Linked DNA regions of Hordeum vulgare: region 1 is linked to region 2. The links are chromatin contacts, called in public Hi-C maps. All regions are on one chromosome and are shown on one strand. Each heading gives the region's core, a stretch centred on a gene start, on an enhancer-like site or on the middle of the called end of the contact. The rest is flanking DNA. Distances are from core to core; before and after follow the strand shown.

Evidence for each region. A called contact is a pair of places that touch in the nucleus more often than the background predicts.
Region 1: a contact with region 2 is called in a Hi-C map of seedling, with 4 times the contacts expected there. The contact joins the promoter of LOC123442807 here to the promoter of LOC123442806 in region 2. A contact is called at or near these places in 2 of 6 Hi-C or Micro-C datasets (leaf and seedling) and 1 of 1 datasets of contacts at active chromatin or transcription factors (embryo).

The regions. Positions count from the first base shown.
Region 1 is chr3H:33,354,647-33,357,346 of MorexV3_pseudomolecules_assembly, reverse strand. LOC123442807 (tryptophan aminotransferase-related protein 2-like) reads right to left here and starts at 1,318. Exons shown (of 5, transcript XM_045118956.1): 1 at 355-1,318. The coding sequence starts at 809.
Region 2 is chr3H:32,930,883-32,933,582 of MorexV3_pseudomolecules_assembly, reverse strand. It overlaps LOC123442806, which reads left to right and starts at 1,275. Exons shown (of 3, transcript XM_045118955.1): 1 at 1,275-1,627; 2 at 1,744-1,887; 3 at 2,337-2,700. The coding sequence starts at 1,613. The coding sequence ends at 2,450.

The sequences.
Region 1 (2,700 bases), core at 69-2,568, 420 kb before region 2:
TTTAAAAACAAAGGTGAGAACAGATTCGGAGGGTTTTTTTAGAACGAAATTGGGAACAGATTCGGGCGCGGGCGGCCATCAACCATGATTCGAGCTCATGTGGTGCTGCTTCGATGGCGGAAATAGACTAGTTGCGAAAATGAGAGCAAAATCATGGCGACAGGTGCATGCACGGCGGATGAATCTGGCATCGACCGCCCCAAGATCGGAGTTCATTCCTCCTTGACATTGACACTGAACAAGGACATGCTCCGCGGGGAAGAGGACCCATTGCCGGCTCGTCAAATTACAGATAGTATTTTTACTGCAAAAATTTACCACGGGGAAAAAAGAATCAAGGAACAGAGACTTAACTGGTCGAGGTTAATAACCGAATCCGAAGTAACTGCTGGTTTCCCGGTGGACGGCGCTCTCGCCGTCGCGCCGCTCGTGCCCGGCTGCGGGGCGCAGGCGTGCTGTTGCTGATCAGGAGAGATGACACCGTGATGGTGGTGGTGCGGCTGGTTGACGATGTACTGCTGGAGTAGGAGCGGGAGCGCGGCGACATTGAATGCGAGAGAGACAAAGATGCCGACCAGCCAAAGTGGCATGCGTCCCGCCGGCCGCCTCCGGCCGGTGTCCTTGGTGGCGGAGTGTACGCTGGTATCGCCTCTTGGCTTCTTTCCCCGGAGCGACTTGTCGCTGCCGTTCGTGGTCACCGCGCCACCGCCGCCGCTGCCGCAGGGAGAAGCGAACACTTGCACCGACGGCGGCATTAGGCCGCCGTTCCCTTGGAACTCCGCCGCCGTGCGGCGCCGGGGCGGCGCCATGACGCCCGGAGGAATCAAAGCCTTTTCTAGTGTGAGAACCAGCCCACTAAAAAGAAAAACGACAACAACGAACCACAACAACAACAACAACAACAGATGTCTTTTGGCGAGAAGGGCTCTTCGATCGGCTGGAATCAGCCGGCTTTTGGGGGAGAAAGATTCAGCGGAGGTGCCCAAACCGACGGGTTCAGTTCAGAGCTCGGACCTCGGAGCTGCTTGACTAGTTACGGCAAGTAATGAAGTCCCACCTGTTTCTCTCCCTCTCTCCAGCGCTGAGGCTGACTTCACTGACGCCCGAGCCCTGCCACTCTCTCTGCTGTTGCTCTGTGAATCTGAGCAGCTGAAGCACTGGAGCAGTGATGAGGAGGTGGGGCTGGGAGAGAGAAGCAGCGTCTGTGCGATGTGAACGGTCGATGGAACAGGCAGAGTGCGCAGCTGCTTCAGCGTAGTGGCGCAGAGGGAGGTGGAGGTGGAGGTGGAGGGAGGAGCAGGGTCTGGGTGCCTCGACTGCACTGCACTGCACTGCACTGCACGGCTTTATTTATATTCTTTCTGTTTCCGTGTGCAACGGCGAGGATGATGATTGACAGCGTGTTTAAAGATTCAATTGTTGAATTACAGGCGGCCCCTATATGTATGTGAAGTAAATTCTGAAAATCTGGGGTAAAATGGACAAATCTGATATGTCACACAAGAAAATCGCAAAGTAAATCGTGTTCGAAACAAATTTATTGACATAACCTTTTGTGTGGTGGCCGACAGGAAGCGTCACACTAAAATCTAGTGCTTAGTGACACGGTATCAAAAGATACAACTTTGTGTGGACCCTTTTTGATAGAAAGATATATGCAAGAGGCTAGATAGTTTGAGAGTTGTCACATCCATACAACCAAACAAAGGTGACACTTTCTGCCTTTTAAAAAAAGTGACACTTTTCGTTTCTGGTCAGATTTTTGAATGGTAGAAAATTCCAACACACCCTTGGCACACAGATTTCAGAGGTTGTTCTCTTTTGCAATTGATGTTTTTTCCACTGCTGAAGAGGTTTTCCTCCTTTCTGAGGCAATGACATGACCAGCTTGTTCCATCTGCCACTCTCTAAAAGAGCTATTGAAGAGTTACAAACTATGCAAACCCTAATCCAGAATTTACACAGAGATCATTCAAGGAATGATGTCTGGCTATGGGGGGAAGATGGAAAAGGGTACTCAACCAAAAAAATACATGCATGTTCACAAACCAATCACTGGCAATCCTTTACTTAACTGGATCTGGAAGAGTTGTTGTACAATGAAGATCAAGGTTTTCTCCTCAATGCTGATCATGGACAGGTTAAACACATAGGACATGCTCGAGAGAAGGCACTGGAATGTTTGTGAGTCTAACCTGTGTGCTCTATGCCATGCAAGGATCAAGGAAGACATGGATCATTTGTTCTTCACTTGCATGTTTAGCACGAGAGCGTGGAACTACCTACAATTTGACTGGCAGGGGGGCTCCATGTGGGACATTTTCATAGGTGCAAGGAGGGATTTCCAAAAACCTTTCTTCACTGAAGTGGTTCTCACTGCCTGCTGGAACATCTCGACTACAAGGAATGCTAAAGTATTCAGAAATGAGCATCCTAGATTCAGCACATGGAATAGAAACTTTGTGCATGACATTTCCTTACTAGCTCATAGAATTAAGGCTAGTTTTAGGGATGACCTGTTAAAATGGGTTTCATTCTTACCCCCTTGAGGTTAGTACATTGTGTTTTTGTTTGTCCAATAGACTAGTCATGTACATTGTAATCTGTGTTATAAAATAAAAGAAAAGGTTGTGGGGTGTTTTGCTCTATAGTAGTCGGTCAAAAAAAGAAAGGAATGAGGGCCTGTACCCTCTTGGTCCC
Region 2 (2,700 bases), core at 26-2,525:
GAAATCATACAACTTAAAATAATGCATACTTGCTCGATCTTGTAAGATGATAAGGACCAAAGCTACCGTGTGTGAGCGTAAAGGACTGGTAGGCGCCGGTGCGCCGGCCGAAAAGTTTCCGTCGGTCATGTCCCACCCGTTGGATGCGAGCCATGTGATTATCGGATCTAGGCAAAAAAATCTCCTCGACTTCGTCTTCCTCGGGTTGGATCCGCAGCTCCCGTTTGGGGTTCTCGTCACCGCGCCTCCGATCTCCTCTGGCGGTTGTCCTCGTCACCAGTCCCCACCCTCGTCGGTCGTCCTCGTCGCCGGTCCACATCCTCTCCGTCCCTCCTCGTCATCGGTCCCCACCCTCGTCAGTTGTCCTTGTCGTCGTCTCAACACGTGCAACAACTGTACCTGTGGTTGCAGCTCTCACCCGCGACTGTTGTAGCTCCTCCGCCGCCCCTCGGCATTGATGCTCGCTAGTCACTAAACGGAATTGCGTCGGCGGCGGCCACCAGTAATTCAACGTCGTTGAATGGATGTAGCAAAAAAGTTCAACGGTAGTAGCAAAATCCAATTATGGTTGCAGCAAAAATCATCGTCGATGTCGTCGCGAGGTCGAACACCGCCTTGATGGATGTAGCAAAAAAGTTCGTTTGTAGTAGCAAAGTGCAACTACGTTTGCAGGAAAAATGTCGCAGCCATCGCTAGGTCATAGGTCAACCTTGATGGATGTAGCAAAAAAATTAGCCGGTAGTAGCAAAGTGCAACTACGGTTGCAGCTTTCCTTGCTGTGCACAGTCGATTGAAGCTTTCTTTGTCTATGATTGAAGCTCTTTTAGATGACGGTTGCAACACTTGTATATGCACGTGCCCCAGCCATGACGATAGGCGATGAGGACGACAGACGGAGGTTGGAACCGATGATGCAGGCGACCGGCGAGGACGGGAACCGACGATGCGGACGGTCGATGGGGACAGGCACCGACGATGCGGACGGCAACAGCGCATGGACAAGCCATTGGTGGGCCTCCTCGGCCATGCGCCCCACCACACGAGAGAATCAGGCCGCCAGATCAGAGATAATTGCACGTTTAGTCCTGGTACTTGCTGGTGCTGTCCAATTCAGTCCTCGTACTTGCGAAATGCTTCAATACGGTCTCGATGCACGAAAATACGTCGTCAATACAGTCGGTAAGGTTGAAACCACAGTCCCGACGATACATGACCCGCGGTACCGCGTACTCCACTGTATTCCACGTTATCCTGGTCCCGCGCGTCAGAGGGGACCACCGTCAGCTCGAGTGGATAACGCGCTGTACCGTTTCGTCGTCGTCGTTTTCGTCGGTGCGCTCCCAACATCAACACGACCCCGTGCCGGTTGCGGCAGCCGAGCCGGGGAGCACGGCGCTCTACGCGGTACAGCCTCTGCAGGGTCTTCATCCTCCTGCTGCTCCGGCCGTCGGCGTCGTCGCCGTCGCAGCCGGCGACGAGCTCGGACTCATTGGCGAGATGGACAGGAGCTCCACGCCGCTGCTTCCTTATCCGCGACGGAGGTCGCGCGCCGCGAGAGGAGTAGCGGCTGCTTCTTCTCCGGCCGCCCCTCGTCCGCTGCTCCGACCACGCCATGGACCTCGTCAAGGTGACCCCCCCTCGCCCCTCTTCTCCTCCCCGCACCTCTCTCCCTCTTTTTCTTACTCCTTGTTCAATTTGATGTGGTTTCCTCACGCACCCCTTGTTGCTCTGTTGGTGCTGCAGATGAAAATCCAGTGTGCACCGTTGTTCGCTGAAGTTGGTGATGCAGGAGGTGTTCCAGATCCAAGTATGCGTGTCTCGGCTGAAGAAACATTTCCTATCCGAGCTAGGAGTGGAGAAAGATGTCATTTTGAAATGCCAATCCTGGTAATGCTAACGTTCATCAAGGTTCTCGTGTTTGAACAAAGCCATGCGTCTGTAGCTTGTTTTGCCTGTGTCTCTCTTGGAGATCGTTGTTACTGAATTCTAGTACTAGTTCATACAGCTAGACATTAAGTGAGATGCATTCTGACATTTTGTACAGTAATTAATTAGAAAAATGTGCTATATACTCGCTCCGCTCCTAAATATTTGTCTTTCTAGAGATTTCACTACGAACTACATACGGATGTATATAGACATAATTTAGAGTGTAAGTTCATTCATTTTGCTCCGTATGTAGTCCATAGTTGAATCTTTAAAAAGACAAGTATTTAGGAATAGATGGAGTACTTACTTGGGTAAGGGGATGGATGTATTGATAATTTTTGGTTTCTCTCTGTTCATTTGATGCGGTTTCCTCATGCCCCCTTGGTGCTCCTGCTTCTCTCCTGCAGATGACAAGCCCTGTTGTTCGTTCAAGTTGGTGCTGCAGTAGAACATACCCCTGCCCTGGAGTTGTTCCAGATCCAAGCATGCGTGTCTCAGGTCAAGAAATATTTCCTGTCTGAGCTAGGCGTGGACAGAAAAATATGTCATCCAGCGCCGGTCGTCTCCAGCTCCTCGTCTCATCTTGCCGCATCTCATAGTGTTGACGTATCACACGGCACCACCGGCATCTCGATGTCTCCACGCGCCTTTGCTGAAGCTTCGTCGTCGCAGCAACCGTCACGTCCGCCAAATTAACATACAAATGGTGGGAGGAAGAGGAGAGGACTGAGACAGCAGAGACGGGGGCGAATGCAAAAACAGAGCCACTCT